2 separate regions of the Ovis aries genome follow, and region 1 is linked to region 2. Evidence: chromatin contacts called from public Hi-C data. All regions are on one chromosome and are shown on one strand. The core of a region is the stretch at or near the end of the contact, and the rest is flanking DNA. Distances in the headings are between cores, read along the strand shown. Region 1 holds the start of ARRB2 (arrestin beta 2). Region 2 holds the start of SPAG7 (sperm associated antigen 7).

What was found. Hi-C and Micro-C count contacts between places; a contact is called where the count stands out from the background.
Region 1: a contact with region 2 is called in a Hi-C map of liver, with 1.9 times the contacts expected there. The contact joins the promoter of ARRB2 here to the promoter of SPAG7 in region 2. A contact is called at or near these places in 2 of 16 Hi-C or Micro-C datasets (liver and mixed tissues).

What each region holds. Positions count from the first base shown.
Region 1 is chr11:26,521,285-26,526,827 of ARS-UI_Ramb_v3.0, reverse strand. ARRB2 (arrestin beta 2) reads left to right here and starts at 2,557. Exons shown (of 15, transcript XM_027975067.3): 1 at 2,557-2,666. The coding sequence starts at 2,644. All of the region lies in intron 2 of PELP1 (proline, glutamate and leucine rich protein 1), which reads right to left.
Region 2 is chr11:26,308,496-26,314,113 of ARS-UI_Ramb_v3.0, reverse strand. It overlaps SPAG7 (sperm associated antigen 7), which reads right to left and starts at 1,717. Exons shown (of 7, transcript XM_004012603.5): 1 at 1,624-1,717. The coding sequence starts at 1,708. CAMTA2 (calmodulin binding transcription activator 2) reads right to left here. Exons shown (of 21, transcript XM_060395349.1): 15 at 5,541-5,618; 16 at 4,311-4,507; 17 at 3,894-4,077; 18 at 3,608-3,679; 19 at 3,118-3,287; 20 at 2,863-2,937; 21 at 1,910-2,756. The coding sequence ends at 2,693.

The DNA of each region.
Region 1 (5,543 bases), core at 1,308-3,807, 210 kb before region 2:
GTGGTCATGTATGGATGTGAGAGTTGGACTATAAAGAAAGCTGAGTGCCAAAGAATTGATGCTTTTGAACTGTGGTGTTGGAGAAGACTCTTGAGAGTCCCTTGGACTGCAAGGAGATCCAATCAGTCCATCCTAAAGGAAATCAGTCCTGAATATTCACTAGAAGGACTGATGTTGAAGCTGAGACTCCAATACTTTGGCCACCTGATGTGAAGAGCTGATTCATTTGAAAAGACCCTGATGCTGGGAAAGATTGAAGGCAGGAGGAGAAAGGGATGACAGAGTATGAGATAGTTGGATGGCATCACTGACTCAATGGACATAAGTTTGAGTAAACTCTGGGAGGTGGTGATGGACAGGGAGGCCTGGTGAGCTACAGTCCACCACATCGCAGAGTCGGACATGACTGAGCGACTGAACTGAACTGAAAGTTGTCTTTACATTAGTATTTTTTTAATACAGTAGCTGTAATGCCATGCCAGTCACAGCCTTTCAGTTCCAAAATCACCTTAGATATGTAGCAATATAGATCTCATTATCTTCTGGTCATGACCCTTTGACATAAATGATTCATGAGTCCAAAAGAAATGTACCAGCTAAAGCTTGAAAAGGGTGAAGGGTGAGCTTAGAAGGGTAGGAGAACTGGAGGTGGGAGGTGGCAGCTGATAAGGCCTGCTGCTGCTGCTGCTAAGTCGCATCAGTCGTGTCAGACTCTGTGCAACCCCATAGACGGAAGCCCACCAGGCTCCTCTGTCCCTGGGATTCTCCAGGCAAGAACACTGGAGTGGGGTGCCATTGCCTTCTCCGGGTAAGGCCTGCATTTGACCTTAAAGATGATCTCAGAGACTTGTGTACATTACTTTTTGTTGCACAGAAAAGTGGAGAAGAATGAAGTCAGTTCATTTGGGGAAGATGAGGGAATATGGGAAAACAGATGGAAGGAGGAGAATACCTTAGCTTCTTAAGTCCAAAATGTCCATCATTCATCATCCTCCCCCAGTCTGCTCAATTTTGCCCTAGAAATGACTCTTCAGCCTGGTTCCCCTTCTCCCTTCCATTCTATTGTTCATCTTCTCTCCTTGATTAGTTTCAGTCTATGACAGTGTGCCCCACTCCCTTCACCCTCCACACTGCCCAGAATTGTCTTCCTAAAGGAGAAGTCTCATCATGCCACTCCACTCCTTGCCTTAAAGAGCAGATCCACTACTGGATCCACGTGTCCTCCTCCAGGGGAGGCTCCTGGCTCATTTCTTTAGCTGCTGAGCTGCTCCTGCTCAGTCATGTCCGAGTCTTTTACGATCTCATGGACTGTAGCCTGCCAGGCTCCTCTGTCCATGGGATTTTCCAGGCAAGAATACCAGAGTGGGTTGTCATTTCCTACTCCAGGGGATCTTCCCGACACAGGGATCGAACCCACATCTCCTACATTGGTAAGTGGATTCTTTACCACTCCATCACCTGGGAAGCCTCATTCCTTTACCTGCTATACAAAATCCTTCACACCCTGTTCCAGTCATCCTCTTCAGCCTTCTCTCTCCTGCCCTCTACTCCCACAAACACCTCATTATAGGATGTGCCTTGCTTTTCTCTGTCTTTGGAATACCCTTTCTTAACTTCTGCCCACACTTCAGAAAGATTATCCTCAAACGTGCCCTCCTCTGGACAGCCTGCTCTGCCTCCATCCCTCCCCAGCCAAGCTCTGGGAGTCACTTTGTCTTCTGAGTCATACCTCTATTATAGCATTCCTGGAATCATAATATCTCTTCATATGTCTCCTCAACCATACGAGGAAGGCAGGGGTGATGTTAATTCATGTCTGAGTTCCCACTGCCTAGTATAGTGATTAGCACAAAATAGACATGGATAGATGTATGGACGGATGTATGCATGAATGGATGTTAACTTCGATGAATGGATGGAGAAGAGTAGTAAGAGAATTTAGAAGTAACCCTGCGAAGATCAAAGAGAGACACCAGAGGGAGCTGACACACCACAATAAAGAAGTGGGAGGGAGGGCCAAAGACGGCTACAGGCTCCGGGGTGAGCGGCGCGCAATAGGCGAGCATCTCGCAACTGGAACCGCTCACCACCTGTGCATCCCCTTATCCTCCTTCCTAGACTGTGTTCGAGCTCACCCACTGCCCCCACCACCCCCGTAGCCTCCAACGCCACTGAGAAAGCAAACAAAGGGGAGGAAACCCCTGCAGGGTGCTTGATGCAGGGAGCCAATCAGAATGCTTTAATCTCCTGGAAGGCGGGCGCCTCCTTTTGAGGGGGCCCAGTTAGTTCCTAAACGGGTGCGGAGGGGCGGAGAGATGGGCGGGAGTAGCAGGGTGTAGAGACCGCGCGCGGGGAGGGATCCCTCCGCAGGGGTCGGGGTGGAGGGCGGAGGGGGCGGGCGGAGCCAATCACCGCGCGTGCCTGTAAGGAGAGGGAGGGCAGTGCCGTGGCGCGCGCAATCCGGCTGACGCATCTGGACTCCGTTCTCCAGATCCAAGTTGGGAGGGGGGAAGGAGAGGCGGGGGTAGTGGAGAGAGCGCGGGGGCGCGCGTGCGCAGTGGCGCGGGGAGGAGCAGGGACCTGGCAGCGGGCTAGGAGGCTGTGAGCTATCCGCGAACCGGGCGGGCGGCGGGCGCGCGCACCATGGGGGAGAAACCCGGGACCAGGTAAGAGAGGTGGGGCCATTCGGCGGGACGTGGACGGCGGCACCGGGCGGGTGCCGGGACGGTCCTCAGACAGGAACACCAGGGAGAAAATTCGGGGGCCGGACGCCTGGGTCCCTAGGGGACAGCCATTCGGGGCCGCACGCCTAGGTCCTCGAGGATAATGAGGGGAAGGCATGCCACAGTCCCTGCAGAAAGCGAGGGCTGAAGATCAAGAAACCTGCATCGGGCTTCTCGCAGAGATGTAGGGGGCCGGACGACTGGGTTCTCCGGTGCAGCCTGCGTTGCAGGGGCGGAGGAAGGAGCAGGTGGCCGGCCCGGAGGGGACGGGTGTGGGCAGACTAGATGCCAGGGGCGGGATCCCCCGAAGACTCGTGCCCAGCCACTTGAAAGCCTCCTATCCAGTACCCCACAGGCAGTCAGACTGCCCCCACCGGCCCCAAGGGCCGGGTGGCTCTGCTTCCAAACTTCTGCTTTCCCCCGGGTTGCTAGGAGCAACAGCTTCATTTTGGGGGAGCAAAGAGTGCTTGACGACCCTCCCCAATTCTGGGCCTTATCCCTCTTCCCGTGAGTGAGGGGAGGCTGTATCTGCCCAGGGCACGCCATCCACTCCCCGGATGTTTTCTGTGCAATCGAGGCTCCTTCCTTCCACTGACACCCCGAGTTCTCTTTTTTGGTCTCTAGCAAAATCCACTTCCTGTTGTGACCCAACACCTCCGGGGGTGAATGCCTGAGTCTCTGGGGAGCAGGAGCAAAAGAGGGAAAAGATTAGGGCTATTTGCTTCTCTCCAGAGAGGATCAGGAATGGGGGCCTGGTTCTGAGCTGTCACTTGTTCTGCAAAACATTTTACCAGCCCCACAGCTCCCCACCCATAGAATAGGAAATCACAGGTTCCCGAACACCCAGTCGATTGATACTGGAGAGGTGATCAGAAGGAGGACTGGTGTCCTGGATTAGGGGTTAAACACAGCAAAAGGGGAAGTCGCTGACTTGAGGGAGGCCCCAGATTTCCGTTATGTGGTTCAGGGAGGGGGACGGATGGACCACACAGGGACTGCTGACTTGGCACAATTCCTCCCACCTCCATCAAATTCTGGGCCACAGGAAATGGAGAGAATAGCAGGAAGTGTGAAGGGGCATCTGCTTCTGCTGCCCCCTCACCCACTCGGCACCTCTCAGGTCACCCCAAAACTCCGCCTTCTTGGCCAGCCTCACTATACACATGCTTGCTCCTCCCTAGCAGGCAGGAGGCTGGCTGGGTTAGGATCCAAAGGGCAGGTGCCCTGCAGCTGCTTCAGGGCAATTACTCCAGAACCACACTCCAGTTGTCCAACAGACTGTGGCTGTCCCAACCCTCTGCCAAGGACTCCTAATAGGAAGAAACACTGGGACAGAGAGGAAAACCAGAAGCAAAGGGGAGGGAGAGCTGAAGGCTGCCACAGCAGTCAGCCCCCAGGTGGGGACAAGAGATAGGGTGCTTATCCTAGTTCCCACCATACCAGTGTCTGCCCTCCTTTCCTCGATGGGGGTACCTGGGGGCCTCTGTACCCTATGCCTTGTGGTCTTTGGATAGCTTGGCCTTCTGGGAAGAAGGGGCATGTGACTTTGTTACAGTGGATGGGCCAGGTGGCAGGATTTCAGTTTCTACTACCTGGGGACCCTTCCTGGGTATCACTGCTGAGGCAGAGTGGATTGGTAGGAGTAAGGTGGGGCAGCAAAGAACAGGCCCACAAGTGGCCAGGGCACAGGGGTTGCCAGACATCTCCCTATCCTCCCAGCAGTGGGTGGAGTCCAGGCTTAGACCATTTCAGCAACCAGAAAGCGGAATCTCCTTCACTCCAACAAACATAATGCCAAGAACAGAGGCAGGATAGTACAATCATTTAGTGATGAAGAGCCAGAGTACCTCTGTACCCGAATTCCACCATTTACACTCTCCGTGACCTCAGGCAAAATACTTGACCTCTCCTGGGCTTCAGTTTCCTCACCTGTAAAATAGGAATATTAGGACCTCCATCACTGGGTTGCTGAGAGCATTAAATGCAGTCACACACCTGAAACACTTGGCACACTACAGGGCATGAACCATACACCCATAAATGTTAGGAAGCATCACGGCGTCTGGCTTATGGCTGCAACTATGCTGGGGATGCCTGAATCAGTAAGGCCTCTGTTGCTCACAGTCTAGTGAAATACATGATACACAGCTAACTGCACATTATCACACTACATGTGTGCTAAGTCCAGTTCTTTGTGACCCCATGGACTGCAGCCCACCTGGCTCCTCTGTCCATGGGATTCTCCAGGCAAGAATACTGGAATGGGTTGCCATGCCCTCCTCCAGGGGATCTTCCCGGCCCAGGGATCGAACCCTTGTCTCTTACATCTCCTGCATTGGCAGGCGGGTTCTTGACCACTAGCACCACTTGGGAAGCCCTATCACACTACAGGTAAAGCATAAACAAGGTGTGACAGAAACCCCAAAAAAGGGAGTGACTAGAGTGGGGCTGGATCTACTTTCTAAAGGAGGTGACATCTGAGCTGGGCCTTGAAAGACAAATAACATTTTAAGCTGCTGAGATCAGAGACAGGGACAGTTGGAGGTTAATGGAGAGTAGGGTCACACTTAGAAACCTCCCATAATAGAAACCAATTTAGAGCCACTGCTCTTTCCAGTATTCCAGCTCTTGTGGGAGGTGGAGACCAGAGATGGAAAGAGGGAGAGGTCTTATACAGACAACCTGCAGCCTGCCCATTCAGGTCCCCCTGGAGGAGATCCTCTGGGAAGAGCCTGAGCAGTTCCTCTGGCAACTGGAGGCCATTACCAGGGGAGGAGGGAAACTACTGAGGGTGGAGCAAGGGGGCTGCCATGCTGGTAG
Region 2 (5,618 bases), core at 468-2,967:
TACAGCACATGCTGAGAACTAACAGACTATAACTTTTGTCTTCCCTGCCCCACTATGAGCTCCTAGAAGCCAGGGACCCTGTTCCTGTCCTATCCAGTTACTCTCCGGGGCTCCAGGGCTGGACAGCTCAGGTGCACTCCTCTCTTCAGCCTCATGGGCTCAGACCCCGTCTTGGTCACTGACTGTTCTGTCTCGAGAGTCTTCTCTCTGCAACTGAGGAGGTGACTTAAGATTATGGATAAGCACATGGGCTTGAAAGTCACACCTGGGTTTGAAAGGCCGCCACTAAGTAACTGTGTAACCACAGGCAAGTGACTAAACTCAACTTCAGCTTCCTAGTCTGTCAACGGCCGCTGGTGAACCACCTAGTCAGTCGCGGTGAGCTTGAAGTAACTCAGTTCCCAGGTCCCATTATGCGCACTCCTTCCTTATAGCTTTCAAATATCTGCCTGGAGCACTGTGTTGCCCTCTCACTAACTGAATTATCTATCCTTCAGATCTCAGCTCACTGCAGGCTAGGTTAGAAGCCCTGGGTAGTTACAATCCTGACAATTATTTTTCTTTCAGAGCATTTATAAAGTTGATTTTTAACTCCTGTGTGATCATTTCATCAATGCTCCGGACTGTCGGCTCCTTGGAGTTGTGCCCCTGGCCCTTAGTAACCATTCAGTAAATATGGATGTTAGTTTGGCATTAAGCAGCACTTGAGCACTTTGAAGGCACCCACCCCTGGCCTGGCCTCCCTCGAACGGGTGGGGAGCCGGTGTCCTCCCCCAAAGGCACTCATTCTGTCAGATTCATTCACACGCTGCGGAGAGAGCAGGAGAGGCTTGCACCGCCCAGCGGGCCGCGCCCTACACTGGCAGTCCAACTTGAACCGCCAGCAGAGAAGTTACTCGAATACAGGCTGGGAGACTATGGCCAGTAGGACCGGGTAGGGGCCTTCTCATTCCTCCAATCAACATTCACGACCCGCCCAGGGAACTCAGGAATTTCAGGGTACAGATGAGAGAAATGTTGGAGCGCTGCAGAAGGGATCGGGTTAAATCAAGTAGGCGGAGCATAAGGGCACTGAACAGCTCCAGCAGCCAATTAGAGGTGCTGAGGGTGGGGTGGGCTCGAGAAAGGTCGAACAAACTTAATCGATAGTCCTTTAAGTTGAGGAGGCCAATAGGGGAGAAAGGGTTGTGGATGGACGTATCCTGGATCCAATCGGAAGGGGAAGAGGTGCACGGACCGGCGCGCCGGCAGGGCGGGCGGGGCCGAGCGGTCGATCTTACCGCCCTCCGATCCGAAGGCGGGAAGGGGTTGGGTGGGGTTCAGGACAGCCTACCAATCAGACCACGCCACCGGCGGACAGGCGGGCTCACGGGCGAATTGAAAACAAGGACTGCGGAAGGCCAGGGCAGGAAGAGGCAGGGGGCTGGTGCTGAGCTTCAGGGAGCCAATCATCGTCCGCTAAGAACAGCGGGCGGGTCAGCAGCCCTTTTAGGGACTCGGGGGGTCTCTGAAGGGCCCGGTGAGGGGTCTTTCAAGGTTGAGAAGGCGGGGTCATCCAAAGAGGGAGGATTGCGATCCGGAGAACCGGGCGAAGAAAGCCGGCTATGAATTTGGGATCCTCACCTCGGGCCTTGCGCCGAGTCTCCTGATCACCGAGGCTGGGTGGCTTCTCCATGGAGCTCAGGATGGAGCCCAGTAGGTCCGCCATCTTGGGAGTGACTGAGAGGGGGCGGTGCGTCTTAAAGGGAAGGGCAAAATGCCTTTAAGGCCGGAAACACGTCGGAGGCGGAAAACCACGCACCCGCCCCGCCCCGGCGCGGCTCAGATCCCGGCTTGGCGCGCCCGCAGCCTTCCGCCGGCCGGGGCCCCGCCCCTCCCCGCCGCCCGCAGACAGAGGCCGGAGGCTGGCTGGTGCAGCGATGTTTAATGGCAATTCGTAGAAACCAAGCCCATGCACAAGTAGAAAGTGCTCGTGGAGCCGGCAGGAGGCTCCCGCCGCGCCAGGAACCACAAGCCCGGCCGTGCAGCCCTCCCTGCAGCGCCTTAAATAGATTCTTCACTATACTCTGTATGTTACATTATGTACAAGGCCCCTCCCCTCGGGGACGGGGCAGGACTCCGCAGCGCGTTTCTATATACACCCCCCCCGCCCTTTGGCCCCGAGATTGGTGGCCGGAGTCGGTCGGTTGACGGGGAAAGACAGGGCCAGAAAGGGAGGAAACAGACGCAAACATGCGGAGTCGGGGTGGGGGCACGGTCAGCCCTGAAACACGAGGGGCGCGCGCGTAGCGAAGGCAGAGGTGGGGCCGAGGCGGATACATTCAGAGACGCGTCGAACAAATAAATAAGGCAAGTCAGGAAGGGGCCGAGGTGGGCACAGGCAGGGAGGGAGCTGTGGAGAAGGGGCAGGCAGGGCTCCGGAGGTCACAGCTGAAGATGCAGGTATGTGGGGCATGGGTCTTCTGGAGCCGGGGACTAAGAGAAGGGGGCGCGACCCGGAGGGAAGAGAAGGAGGCAAGGGTGGGAGGGAGTTCAGCACTTCGGAGGGGTGTAGGGGTGGAGACCCAGGACGGGCTAGCACAGAAGTGACGGGAAAGCTGCCGACAGGGGGCTCCCCCTCCCCCAGAGAGCCCTCTCCCTGTTAAGACTGCAAGAAGCGGCCCCCAGGGTGATGAGAAAGGCAGTGGAGAGGTCAGGTGGCCAGCCCGGGTTGGGGAAGCCCTTCCAGCTCCTGGTTCTGCTTCAGTTCCCTCATCCTGCGGAGAGACAAGGAAGGAGTCAGAGGAGACCGGCCGATCAGGGCGGTGGGATGGGGAGGCGGCGGCGGGGCCCAGTCCTCCCCAGTGAGGGAAAGGGCAACACCTGTGTCTGCAGCGGCGCAGGAATCGCATGATCTTCCGGGCTGCCTGGTCCTGCTTCTTGGTGAGAAAGGAGCCTCTGGTGGAAGGAAGAACAGATGAGACCGCACAGGACACTCGGGAATCACCTGCCCCTCGCCCCTTAGGAACCTTGGCAGGGCAAGGGTGGGGGAGGAGCAGGATGATGAGTTGGGAGTCCATGGGCAGTGGCCGTGGACACAGTGGGTGTGCACTGAGGGCTGGAGGGTTGGGGCCGTACTTGTTGCGGGCAGGCAGGGTCCCTGGGGGCCGGCGGCGGTAGGAGCGGTAGCGCTGCTGGATGAGGACTGCCGCTCGGCGGCTCTGCTGAAATCGCTTCTGTTCGTAGTAGCTTCGGAACTTGCTCTGGATCAGGATGGCCGCCTGGGTCATCTTCTTATAGAGTGCAAACTGCAGGGGTGGGGAGGAGGGGCAGGGGCTGACATGGAGGGACAGAGACCCAGACCCCTAAGGGTCACCCTCCACCCCGTTTCAAGTTCAGTCGATGCAAGTCTCTTTCTCTAATCCACACGCTCACGGAAGGAAAGGCTGAATCATCACAGACAGCCTCACACCCAGGTCTCATGCCTAATACCTTAAGTGCAATCCAGGTCAGCTTGTGGAGAGAAAAGGGGAGTTAGGGCTCCTGCAGCATTCTGGATAGTCTGGGATGGGGTGAGTGGGTGCGTGTGTGGGTTGGTGGGTATGCTTTCAAGAGAGGACAGCCTCACCTGTTTGTACTTCCGGTAACAGCGCTGGATCACAGCGGCTGCTACCTCCTGCTGTTCCTTCAGCCGCCGGCCCTAAGTGGCAAGAAGGAAGTCTCAGCACCTGAATCAGTTAGGAACTGCCCACCTAACATCTGACCTGCTCCTCCAACGTGCCTGGGGTCCCTTGACCCTTCTCCCTACCCCTGATCTGTCCAGATGATTGCTGTCTCCCCCAAAGTCCTGGGAACCCATCACCTCCCCACTCAAGATTGTCTAAGTCATCCCCTGAAGCCCCCAAGCGCCCGACCTTGTATTTTCGGAAGGCTGTCTGGATGACTCGGGCTGCCTCGTACAGTTCCCGCTGCTCATGATCCGAGAGGGTCAGCAGGGCAAAGTCACTCTCCATCTTGCCACTGGCAGATGCAGAGAGAAACTCTGCCCAGGAAGGTGCTGGAGGGACAGCCAGGCGGCCCCGCTCAAATGGCAGCTCACTGTAGGGCACAGGGATAAAGAATGTCCTGGACATCTGAAGTCCCTCTTCTCCCACCTGGGTGCTGCTCTGAAGGCAGAGCCCCAGTAACAGGGTCTGGAGAGTGACTTCAGAGCTCGCCAGCCAGTACCAATCCCTTCCTCAAAGGCTCTGGCCATAGTGCAGCTTCTTCCCTCACTCTCTCCCTCCCATGTTCCTTTGAAGGATCTGGAGGCTTTGTCCTAAGCTGGTCACCTTGGAGGGGCCGAGCTGGGGAAATGGTCCACGTTCTCCAGGTAGCTGGCCAGCCAGGACATGGTCTCACTGAGCCCCACCGCTCCCGTCCTCTCCCGTATTGTGGCTCCGGCCTCAGACAGCCCAACGAAGTCCTCTCGTTTAATCCGCTCTGGTGTGGCTTCAATGATCTGCTTGGCCAGTGAGATCATGTCCACCTGGATGAAGGAGAAGCTGGGTGAACCTTGAGGGGCCCCCCAGCTGTTCTTGCTCTGCCAAGGCCATAGCATAAGTTCACTTCCTATCTTTCTCCTATCAGCACCAGACAATGAGGCCTCATGGATGGCTGCCCCCATTAACCCTGTCTTTCTTGGCCAGTGTTCCAGGTTCACTTACACTCCTTGGGGTCCCACTTAATACAGCCCTGTGTTGAGATGTTGTGGAAAACACAGGCTAGGAAGGACGTATAGCACATGGGGATTCAGAAGCTGGGCGAATGAAGGGCTTAGCCTTCCAGGCTGACTGCCCACTGTCCCACCCAGCCTGCCCCATGCCAGCTCCCACAGACTTGGCCATGTCTGCCACCCCCTCCTTGAGCTTGCCAAGAATCAGCTGAGCGCTTGCCAATCACATGACACCTTATTGAATAGCTCCAGCCTTGCAGCCTGCAGCACTTTCTGCTGGTCTCACATAAAGATGCCTACCGTGTGGCGTTCTCTAAATCTGTTGCACTTTAGTGCGCCCCGGTTAATCCCTTAGTCTCTCTAAAGCAGGTATGTCCCAGGTCCTAGCAGAGAAGCAGGCTGCTGCATGTGAAGAGCCACTCTCCACTCTCATGGGTTCATTCACTCTACAAGAGTTTTAGCTCTTGGCATGTGCAAGCCTCCCCCTACCTCCTGGTTAGTGCCAGACACTTCCGCTTCCATCTTGCCGACCTCTCTGACCTCTCTGCTCCTCCTTCCTCCCCGCTTCCTGCCATCGCTCTTGTCCCTTTATGGAACAACAGGTAACCCCTACCACCCAGCTCTAATTGAAGCTATTCTCCAGAATTCTAACCTCTGAGGCTTCATGACTTCTGAATCCCAAGCCCTGACAGAAGCTTACGCAGAGGGTTACCTTGCCTGTCCCCAAATGGGGGTAAATGACCCCTTCTTCCCAAACTGCCACCCGGCTCTGCTTGTTTCATGTGGTGGCTGGTGTCACCCCAGCCCTGCACCCCCCTCTGCTTGGGGCCCTCCACCTAAGCGGTACCGGGATCACATCCACAGCTGGTGGACTGTCGGCTTCCTCGGGAGCAGCCCCACCGTCCAGGGCTGGTGGGAGAGGAGG